Regions from separate parts of the Mus musculus genome. Here all the other regions are linked to region 2. Evidence: chromatin contacts called from public Hi-C and HiChIP or PLAC-seq data. All regions are on one chromosome and are shown on one strand. Each heading gives the region's core, a stretch centred on a gene start, on an enhancer-like site or on the middle of the called end of the contact. The rest is flanking DNA. Distances are from core to core; before and after follow the strand shown.

Region 1 (3,488 bases), core at 34-2,533, 730 kb after region 2:
CCAGCCAGGGTAGACACATTGCCTGAAACTAAGAACCCTCTGAGATAGGACAAAGGTTGAGGCCTGAAGGGCCAGGGGGCCAGTTATGTGGAGCTTCCACAGACTAGTGCAACCCTTGAGGCCAAGAAAGAGATTGTTGCTTTTTAAAACACCAAAAGCCAAATGGGGGGAGGTAGGAAAAGAGGAAGAATCCAGGCAGCACAGGTAGGGGCTGGGGGAAGCAGGAAGCCACAGGGCCTTCTTCATGGTACAGGCAAATGGTGCCCAATCCAGAAATGATCTGCCTTGTGGCCAGTGGCATTGTTCCGACTCTCTGTGTCAGTTCTTCAGTGCACTCTGTTTGATCTTCTCACAGGTATGTGTATGTGTGTGTGTGTGTGAGAGAGAGAGAGAGAGACAGACAGACAGACAGACAGACAGAGAGACAGACAGAGAGAGACAGAGAGACAGACAGAGAGAGACAGACAGAGAGACAGAGACTACTTTAGATGAGTTTGTAATAACAACCATGAGAGTGAAGCCCACTGAGGTCTGAGGTTCTGGGAAGGCTTTGTGGCCAACCGGGCCAGTTGGGTGGGGGTGGGGGAGGGGAGGAGTGAGGAGGGTCCCTTAATATATACCCCCACCCCCAGCCCAGTTCTCAAAAGGACAAGGTTCCACATGACATTTGGGTCATCGTGTCAGAAGTGTCACAATGTCCATTTCCCAAGTGAGAAATCCAGCCGTTTTGGTCAGATTCACCTGATGTCAAGTCCGAGCTCCAACACTGTCATCTGACACCCACTCATGATAACACCCCATCAGTTTGGTTGTAAAGCCAAATGGCAGTTCCCAGAAAAAGTATAAAAGAGACATAACATACCTGACAAGAAGCCTGGTAAGGGAGGAGCGATCCATTGGCTCAGGTTTGAGGGGAGACGATCCGAAGTTAACTGAGCACAGAAGCCTTCAGTAATGACCATGAACAGCTCTGTTCAGTCTTTGTGCTCATCTACAGTGAATACTTTAACTGCTGAGCCATCAATAGTCTCTTTATGAGTCTTAAAAGCATGTCAAGGTATGGATTATTTTTTCTCTAACAGATTACATATGAAGATTTCTGTATCTTGTATTTAAGTTTATCATCAGAACTCTCATAATTGGGTAAACAGAACACCAAGAAGAGCTTCTGGTCTTCCCAGGCTCGTGCATGCTGCTCGCTTGAAAACTACAATTCCCAGGATTCTGTGAGCCGAAGAGGTGATCCTGGCCGAGGTCCGAGAGGCGGGTCCCAAGGCCCGCGCACGCGCCCGGGTTCCGGAGTTTGAGCTCGCCAGCAGGGCAAGCACACTAGGAACACCTGCGACACCCTGTCGGCAGGTGGGCAGCGCGGGCATCTGTGGCGCAGCTGGGCCCCGGGCTCGGAGCGGACGGGGCACAGAGCCCGGCTTCAGGTGAGGCGCTAGGCCGGGCCGGGCCGGGCTTGGTGCCCGACCCTGGACTGCAGGGGAGGCCGGCGGGCTTGCCGGACCCAGGGCGGTAGACGCCGCCTGCAGCAGGCGCCGAGGTGGGAGGGGTGGGCCTGAACCGCCCGGCCCCCGATGGCGCACTGGACCGTTCGGCTGGAGCCTTCACTGCCTCTGACCGCGGGGACGCACATGCTCGTGCCTGGGAAAGAATGGTGCACATTTGGCACAGGTGGCGTGGAGCAAGGAGAGATGAGCAGTGGGGGCCTGGGCTGCGCCAGCTGCGTTTGAAGCGGTGCCTGGGTCGGCCTGTTGCTGACCTTTAGGCAGTTGGGGCTCCGTAGAGAACCACCCGGATGGACGGACAGTCGGAGTTAGGAGTTTGTCTGCTTGACAATGGCGGGGGGGTGGGGGTGGGGGCGGCTACTGACGGACGACCCTGATGGACTTGCCTATAGGAACCCGTTTTCTCATCGTTAGTGGGAATCCGGGGTAAAAGTTTGGGACCTTCCACCAGAATCACGCTGCAGGTTGTGAGCAGCCAGTATCCTCTGACCTTATGCCAACCAGCCCCGAGCCTGTTGGTGTAGATGGTTTTAGGCTTATGGGACATGTGAATATTAGCACAATTCATTTACCATGTGTGGACTGTTCCAGGCACTGGGAAAATCTTGGCTCCTTTACCGGCCATGTCCCCATAAGTAACTCATTCACTTTCTCTGGTCCCTTCCTTCATCCTCTGTAAGACAGAGTGAAAAAAGACCTTCTTTGAAGAATTGCTGTGAGGCTTCCATGAGGTAATGCTGGCAAAGCTTTCTGTCTGGGTTCTGAACACATCAAATGTTAGCATGCACGACCACCAACTCTATAGACAAGGTTGGAGTTCTGGTTCCGGGTCCTGTCTTTTCCACAGACTAGCTGCTCTCAGGCTTTTAGGATCAGCCGGCCCTTTCACATGAAGGATCCGAGTTCCAAGTGGTGACAGAGTTAGAAGAGAACTGGATACTTTATCCTCAGAGGTGAGAGCTGAGAGCCCCTGGGGGCCTTGGAAAGGGAGGGAGCTGGTGAGTGGATTCACCCTGGTGGAGCATCATCCTGGTGTGCTGGACTGTCAGGGCCGTCAGGGTTGGTTTGTTTGCTAAGGATGAATCCAAAGCCTCCTGCGTGCTGAGCAAACATTCTGCTACACCCGTTCACTCTCTACTCTTTGCTTTGATTCACGGTCTCAGTAAGTCCTAGACACACCTAAGCTATGATCTTCCTGCTTCATCCTCCCCAGTAGCTGGGACAGCAGGCCTGTGACATCAGCCCAAGCTGACGACATGCTTCTAACCAACCTTGGACTTCTGGCTGGCAAGTTCTTGCTTTCAGAAATAGCAGTAATAAGCAAAGGCTTCTAGAGAGCCAGAATATTAAATTACTCAACACTCTGTTCCCCAGAGGCCTTGTCAGTCACCTCAGCATGGTTGTCTGGAGGGACACTCTCCCTCAGGAGATGCTAAAATGATCCCCAGGGCTTTTCAAGTTGGGTGAGAGATATGGCAGGGAAGGAAGACTCCAGACAGGCTACCATGGGCTTTGCAATTCAGGCTTGAGTTTGAACTTCAGCCCCTCCCCATAATAGCTACAGTGTATTGAACAATACATATAGCAGTCCCAAGCATATGCCCTTTAGTGTGTTTCATAGTACTTGCCTTAGGTTATAGCAGGGATGAGACCACATATGCAGAACTTAGAGTGCTGCCTGCATAGAGTGAGAGTCAGTAAATGGGTTTTTATATTGCTGCTGTCTTACAGAGTTGGATAATTGCCAGGCACAGAGCTTTGCTTCTGTTGGGTCACTGGGTCCACAAACCTGGAACCTCCCTCTTGGAATAGTATAAGTGTCCTGCCTCAGACCAGTAAGTGGAGGCCTGGAGCAGTGTTGTTTAGCTGCTAAGCAGTGGGGCTGGAACTCACCTGACAGCTCTTATTGCTGTTACATTCTCTGCTGCTTCTGCACTCTGCTGTCCTGGGACCCAGTTAGGATGCATGGCAGGCATT
Region 2 (3,659 bases), core at 362-2,861:
AAGGAGTGGGCTTAAAATCTTTAGTTATTTGTTATCTTGCTCATTTCTCTTTTGTTTGGTTTGAGAGTGTCCCTATGTGTGTAGCTCAGCTGGCTGCTGCATTTTGCTATATCACCCAAGCTGGCCGTCTTCACCCTCCCAAGTGTTGGGATCATAGGTGTGAATGGCATACCTTGCTTTATAACCCCTGATCAACCTCTCAAGTGCTGTGATGAGAAGCATGAATGGCCACACTTGACTTCTTATTTTACAGCTTAATAATTACAACCTTTATTAACTTTTAGAGTCATAGCCTATCCTGTTTAGTATCTTGGCTCTTTCTTTCTGACCTTATTGAGGTTGTAGTTAATGCTGTTGGCTGCCTGCTTATTACACTTTAATACCTTGATTGTTCCCAAATTGTAGTTTTTAATACTGCAGCCATTTCCTCCCTTCTAAGTGGTAGTAAGGATCATAAACCCAAGGGAAGCCTCCCAAAGGACCTCATAAAGTAAACAGCAGGGAAGAGAGTGAGGAGACCCCTGAAACACAGATCCATCTCCAAACAATGCATAACTGCAATACACAAACACAAGAAATATGAAAATGCAGGCAGTGCGACTCATCCAAAGCACATGGCTTCTCAGTGAGATGCCGAAATCCCAAAAAAGTGTTACTTTATTCAAATAAATAAGCAGGCGAGAAGTCGACATGAAACCTGAATAAGAAAGCCAGCAATGTGGCTAAGAAATTCAGCAGAGTAATCGAGACTAGGAGTGAAAACTCAGAAATACTGGAAATGAAAACTCAGCAAAGCATACTTCAATGCGCGCACATATGTGCATCTACACACAATCGTTGGCTCTTGTTATGTTGATCCACCAACTGGGGACCAAGCATTCAAACATATGAGCCTATGGGACCCACAAAACACAGTGGGGAGGCTCTGTCTGCAGCAGTCTATAGGAGCTCGGCACTGTCACAGGGAAGAGACTCTGTGGACACGTAGGCCATCTGAGTGTGGGGTAGCTGGGAGGATGCGAGGGGGAAGCTTGAGGGTTTGGCTTCATTCTCTTCCCAGCATTGCCTTGGGAAAGACTGCTGTTCCCTGGTGGCATGAAGAACATTCATGCTCTTTAGAAGCCCAGGTAACTCAGGGATACAGACAGACAGACCAAAGGAACCCTGCTGGCATTAGGTGTTGAAGAAAGACAGGCATTTTGCCCCTCCTGCTCTGTACAAGGAGTAGGAACAGTATACACTTCTCCAGGTTGTGACCAGGAATGTAAGGAGGGTCCTGTGGTGGAGACAGAAGGCAGTTATGGTGGAGGCTGCAGTGGAGACATAGAAGGCAGTTATGGTGGAGGCTGCAGTGGAGACATAGAAGGCAGTTATGGTGGAGGCTGCAGTGGAGACATAGACGGCAGTTATGGTGGAGGCTGTGATTCACCAGGATGGAGATGAGATACCTGCTGCTCACTCTCCTCAGGCCCAACATCTAGACGTGGAGAGTGCCTTTTCATGAGACCCGAAATGAGACAGCACAAGTCCCCTGAATGAGTTAACGAGAGGACCCAGAATCCTCAAGCCTTCCTTCTGTGTTGTGAGTTTTCCTTTGTAGCCACTAGATGGCAGTGTGCCAAAGGCTATTCCTTATGCCAAAGGCTGTTAACAGTCATGGACTGCTCCTAAATTTTACCTTGTTCTAAGACGTAAAATTATGCCCAGGATTTCTATGTATGAGCTGGGAACCTGCCCCATACGCTCTCAACATGCACACGCGTTGCCACAGCACAACCAGAAGCCGAATGCGCCTAGATCTGGTTAAATGGCACTTCTTGTCCTACTTGGCTTTGCTCCCTTCGGCCATTTTACAATTGTAGAGCATCAGGCAGCAGGGTGACTGTGTCCTTGGCTTGCTTTATAGCCATGGTCAAGAGTTTCATACTAAAGTTCCCAATGCCCACAGATCCCCCAGCATCTAAATCATGAGGAACTCTGCTGTGAAGTTCACAAGTGTGTGCCGAGTGTGTTGAGGGGCTAAGAATTTAGGCCCCTTCACATCAGGGCCATCTCTCTGTTGTCTTACAGAGATCCTGCTTGGGTACTCCTCACTGTCAGGAGTGGTGTTCAGACACCTCCTAAGATGTAGCTAAACGATAAAAACACAGTTTGCTTCACCAGGAGCTGGCCTGTTTGATGCCCTATATGAACAGAGCCCATGCTTAGCTACAGTTACCTTCCTGTTTCTGTTACCATGGCAAACCCTCAAGTAGGAAACTCTAGAAATGAACAATTCACAAATTTTAAATAACTCTGATTGCAGACTGTGGTAATTATCGTGTTTTATAACTAATAGTTATGGTTAATCTCTTACCATGACTAATTTGGAAATTAAGCTGTATCATAGGTGTGTAGGTGTGGGGGAAACCCAGAGTATTCAGGATATGGTACTATTGAGGCTTTCAGATATCTGCCAGGCATATTGGAAGACCCCCCCCCCACACACACACACATTAATAATGCTGGCTGTTGTTCTACGATGAGACCAGAAGCAATTTCATAAGTTTCTCTTTAATCAGTGGCACAGCGCTGATGGCTGTCACCATTATCAGCACGGATGTAGATTTGTTTTGTGACATCCTTTCTAGTGGTTAGACACCAACTTGAAGCTCTCAGAAAGCCTCATATAAAGTCATACATAATTCACACACTAAATGGTGGATCTGGAACTCTGCCTCTTGTCTTCCTGGCTGGAATTTAAAACATAAAAGGATCATTTAGTGCTTGGGCCCTCTTCCTTCTGGAATGTGCTTGACAGAATTCCGGTAAGTGTGAACCATTCCACTAAATCTTTGTTCAAGACTCAAAGACTCACTTTCAGACCAGTGGCAAAGAGCTTTTGAGTGGGAACTATCTCAATTCTAACTAATATGTCAAATTCTGATTTTAAGGTGCCCAATAGATTGAACTCAAATAATCAGATTCCTGTTTGCAATGAACTTTTCTTTGAAACACACCAACAGGCATCATTACAACTTATGTTCTGCACCTACCAGAATATGCCATCCTGTCTGGAAAGGGCATAAATGTCAAAGAGCTTTCCAGAACTGTATGCAGTCTGTCCTCCTTCTCTTCTTTCTGTCTCTCCTCTGAGTTTCCTCCTTCCTCTCTCTCCTTCCACAGCTGACCGAATGCAGGGCTTCATACGTGCCAGGCCTGGTACTATTGAGCTCTGCCTCAACCCCTCTTGACAATACAGACTTGTCATTTTAAAACATTTTTTTATTTAATTAATTACTATTTTTAGTTCTCCGAGACAGAGTTTCTCTGTATATCCCTGGCTGTCCTGGGACTACTAACTCTGTAGACCAGGCTGGCCTTGAACCCAGAGATCTGCCTGCCTCTGCCTCCTGAGTGCAAGCAGGTGTGCCATCCTTGCCCAGCTACACTTTTTTTTTTTTTAAGAAGGGTCTCATGTAGCCCAGGATGGACTTTCACTCACTATGTAGCCCAGGATGACCCTGACCTCCTGACGCTCCTGCTCCACTCCCAAGTGCTGGGGTTGCAGGTGTGTATCACCACTCCAGGTGTATGTGGTGCTCAGGATGCAACCAGGACTTCTTCACACACGCTAGGCAAGCACCGAGTTTCATCCTCGGCATCTACTTGTACACATG
Region 3 (3,841 bases), core at 954-3,453, 710 kb after region 2:
TGCAGAGGCCATGGAGGGGTGCTGCTTACTGGCTTGCTCCCCATGGCTTGCTCAGCCTGCTTTCTTACAGAACCCAGATCACCAGCCCAGGGATGATATCACCCACAATGGGCTGTGCCCTCCCCCATTGATCACTAATTGAGAAAATGCCTTTCAGCTGGATCTCATGGAGGTATTTCCTCAACTGAGGCGCCTTTCTCTCTGATGACTCTAGCTTGTGTCAAGTTGACACAAAACCAGCCAGTCCTCATGCCCTCGATGATTGAACCATCCCCCCACCCAGCCCAAATTTAAGTCTTTGTTCTATGACCTCAAATGGCTTCTGAGGCCCTCTAGTGAGATTTACGTTTAGCTATTGTATGTTTCAACTACAAAATTTCTATTTGGTGCCTAAAAGCAACTTCTCTGTCTTTATTTAAATTACTGACTTGGTGAGGCACTATTCTGATCCTTTCTTTTCATTCTTTAGACATTATTTCCTTGAATTGTTTGAATAATTTATACAAGCTTATTTAGAGTCTTCATCTAAAAATTCAATGTATGACTTCTGTAGTACTCTCCATTGATCATGTGCCCCCTCCCGAATTTACCATATTTTAATGTTTCTTTGTTTGTCTCATGAAACACTGGAGTAGGTAATACAATGTGGAGCAACGGCAACTACACAGATCCTTCCACTTTCAGAGCTCCTTTTAAAACATTTATTTTTTATTACATGTGTTGGGTGTTTTGCCTGCATGCATATATGTGTACATGTGCACCGGCAGAGGCCAGGAGAGGGCATTACATCCATGGAAGTGTAGTTAGAGTCGGGAACTGAACTCAGGTCCTCTGTATGAGCAGCCAGTGCCCTTAACCACTGAGCCGTCTTTCTAGGGCTTCTTATTGCTACTGCTGATTTTGTGGCTGCTGCTGCTGTCTGTGTCTTGTGGCCCCAGTAGATTACTGAGGTAGTCTGTACTTCCTGTAGTGAAGGCCACAGGAGATTCTGCTGGCTCCACTCAGCTGTCAGCTAATGAGACAGTGATTGCTTTGAGTGTGGTGAGCCCGCAGGTCCTTTATAGTTGTCCAGAGGCTCTGTGTGGCCTGAGGTGTGTCTTTTGCTTAAGCTTTCCCCTTTTGCTTGTGAAAAGTTTCATAGAAACATATGGCTTACACACATACACTCACTCACTTACTCACTCACTCACAGACACACTCATACTCACACACAAATACACACACTCACATTCACACTCTTATACACACTCATATACACATACACACATTCATTCACACACACACTCTTTCTCTCTCTCTCTCTTTCTTACACACACACAGACACACACACACACACACTCACATACAGAGGCATGGCACCTTTCTGCAAATCATGACTTTTTAGATCCCCAGATGATGTCAAAGCTTTTTCTTCATCATAAATTTTTGGCCAACCTTGTTTGTATCAATGTTTTCCCATGTAACTTTATAAATATTATTTCTAATAATGTTATTAGATTTTTATATTAAATTTTAATTTGTATGTGTTTTGCCCATGTGTATGTATGTGCGCTGCTGTCATGCCTGGTCCACGCACAGGTCAGGAGAGGACAATGGGTCCCCAGACCTTGAGTTGAGATGGTTATGAATCCCCATGGTGCTTTCTGACACTCGGAACCCAGTCAGGTTCCGCACCAACACAGATGTTGGCTCTCTGCTCTCAGCGTCTTCCTTCTATCGTGAGGGGCTTCCATCCACCTCTGTAACTCTGTTTAAAATAAAGGATATGCCAAAGTGTCTGCAAATGTGTTCTTATTTAAAACCAAGCAGAGATGACTTTGATGTGTTTGACGCTGACGGCTCAAAGTGAGCCTGCTTTGCTCTCTCTTTTGGTTGATGAGACAGATCCCCTTTCTCTTCCTCGCACTATACCGGCTCTTGCTGCAAGAAGGAATTCACACAAAACATCTCAACCTGGCTTTCTTCTGATACTCACGGAGGCATCGCAGGCTGACACTTGCCCTTCTCCTCTGTGATTCTAAGACCTGGGGTCAGTGAGTGACTGTGCATGGAGAAACACCTACAGATAGACTCGGGTGGGACCCATGGAGGTGTCATTTTAACAGTACAAAAGAGCCAAGGTTCTCTTCCTCAGTGCAGCCCTTCTCAGACCACACACAGCAGGAGAGCCAGATGCCGCACCTCTGCCAAGTCTCCACGCTGCTTGGCAAGGAGCGTGGCCAGCAGCCAATGGGGCAAGGGGCAGAGGGGAGAACATTCTGAGTCGGCTTTACAGAGTCACAGTTTCAACTTAGTCAAAAGTGGACTCTTTAATAATATAGAGCCTTTAAGCAGCCAAAGGCTTAAAGTCTAGCATAAAGCAGATTCTCACAGCTGGAAGGTAAATCCCCAGAAGACAGCCCTCACCATGGAAACGCTGACACAGCCTTCCAGTCCCTCTCGGGAATTAAACCCCTCATTTCAATGTTTTTCTTTATTTTGAGCTGGAATCACATACAAGTCTAGGAATGCAACTCGTTCTGATAGGAAACTAAATGCTGCCCCCTGTCAGGACCCAGAGGGAAGTGTCCTCTCACTACAATAGTGCACAGTCAGGTTTAGACAATCATGGACCCAGGAAAGAAAATCCTGCAAGGTTTTTCCCTGGGAAAAATGAAGAAGGGAAGGGAAAGGAAGGGAGAGGAGGGGGAGGGAGGGGAGGGAAAGAGAGGAGAAGGGGAAGGGGAAGAGAGAAAGGGAAGGGGAGGGGAGGGAAGAGAAAGGGGGAAGGAAGGGAGAGAAGGAAGGGGAGGAGAGGGAGAGAAAAAGAAGAAAAGGGAAGGGAAGGGAGGGGAGGGGAGGGGAGAGGAGAGAAGGAAAAGAAGAAGGGAACCGGAGGGGAAAAAAAGGAAGAAGAGGGGAGACATGATATTAAAAGAACAGCCACTGTGAGCAACTGGGGCTGAGTCCTTGGAGGAATTCTGGAAGCAGCGTAGGCTCCTTCCATAAAAACCCCACAAGAGGAGTTTCCAGAGTATGCTTTGCTGAGAAGCAGCCCAGAGAGTGAAACTCAGAACAGAGGTTAGAGGTTAGAGGTTAGAGGTTAGAGGTTAGAGGTTAGAGGTTAGAGGTTAGAGGTTAGAGGTTAGAGGGGAGGCTGGTAATGTCACCCAAAGGTCAGAGGACACAGCAACAGAAGGGCTCTGGGCAGGGAAGGGATCCAGCTGACTTTGCTGAGGTCGTCTTAAGCTCCTCTTGTCAAGCACCCAGCATCCCACAGCTCTTGCCTGGTATTGGTTCTTTCCCGACTTACCTTCGTGAATCTTAATACGCTGTTATTTGTGATGGAAGAGCATAGCATGTAAAAGAATCAGAAAGCTTATGTCCTAGTTTGCTTTCTGTGGCTGTTATAAAACACTGACCAAAATCAACTTGATTTTGGAAAGAAACTTGAAAAGGAGAGAAAAATGTTTATTCCATCTTACAATCCCAGCTAACGTGTCATCAGGAAGCCAGGCGCTCAGGGCAGGACCTGAAGCGGAGACCACAGGGGATGCTGTGTACTGACTTCCTCCATAAGCTCATGAAGATTTGAGCTCTCAGTGGCCTCCCCTAGCCCAAGGCTCTGAAATGGCCTATCACGACGATACCCCACTCTCTGATACCAATTTCTGTCCCAGTTTGCTTTTTGTTGCTGGGATAAAATATGGATAAAAAGTAAACAGGAGGGAAAAGGGTTTGTTTGCCTTACAGGTTATATCCAGTCCACCAGACCAGGGAAGAAATTGAAGCAGGGCCCATGGAGAAATGATTGCTTACTGGCTTGCTCTCTATGGATTTCTCGGCTGCTTTTCACACAGCC

Evidence for each region. A called contact is a pair of places that touch in the nucleus more often than the background predicts. HiChIP or PLAC-seq counts read pairs in DNA pulled down with a chosen protein or histone mark.
Region 1: a contact with region 2 is called in an H3K4me3 HiChIP or PLAC-seq map of forebrain, with 4 times the contacts expected there. The contact joins the promoter of Pomgnt2 here to the enhancer-like site in region 2. A contact is called at or near these places in 3 of 39 promoter capture datasets (hippocampal neurons, pre-B cells and second pharyngeal arch cranial neural crest) and 3 of 115 datasets of contacts at active chromatin or transcription factors (embryonic basal ganglia, embryonic forebrain and forebrain).
Region 3: a Hi-C map of the N1E-115 cell line shows a contact between it and region 2, with 15 times the contacts expected there. The contact joins two enhancer-like sites. A contact is called at or near these places in 3 of 39 promoter capture datasets (hippocampal neurons, pre-B cells and second pharyngeal arch cranial neural crest), 9 of 484 Hi-C or Micro-C datasets (3T3-L1-derived adipocytes, the N1E-115 cell line, cerebellum and 5 more) and 1 of 115 datasets of contacts at active chromatin or transcription factors (embryonic basal ganglia).

The regions. Positions count from the first base shown.
Region 1 is chr9:121,993,821-121,997,308 of GRCm38.p6, reverse strand. Pomgnt2 (protein O-linked mannose beta 1,4-N-acetylglucosaminyltransferase 2) reads left to right here and starts at 1,283. Exons shown (of 2, transcript NM_153540.4): 1 at 1,283-1,433. Gm39463 (a long non-coding RNA gene) reads right to left here and starts at 1,323. Exons shown (of 2, transcript XR_871388.3): 1 at 863-1,323.
Region 2 is chr9:122,727,698-122,731,356 of GRCm38.p6, reverse strand. No RefSeq gene overlaps it. Among named protein-coding and RNA genes, the nearest start is that of Gm51699, 9.5 kb to the left of the region's middle. Within about 2 kb of position 1,611, at least 10 of the 459 cell types and tissues checked have an H3K27ac peak or open chromatin away from gene starts, as enhancers often do. A contact at or near this core is called in the N1E-115 cell line and forebrain, where this site is marked.
Region 3 is chr9:122,017,578-122,021,418 of GRCm38.p6, reverse strand. No RefSeq gene overlaps it. Among named protein-coding and RNA genes, the nearest start is that of Pomgnt2, 23 kb to the right of the region's middle. Within about 2 kb of position 2,203, at least 83 of the 459 cell types and tissues checked have an H3K27ac peak or open chromatin away from gene starts, as enhancers often do. A contact at or near this core is called in the N1E-115 cell line, where this site is marked.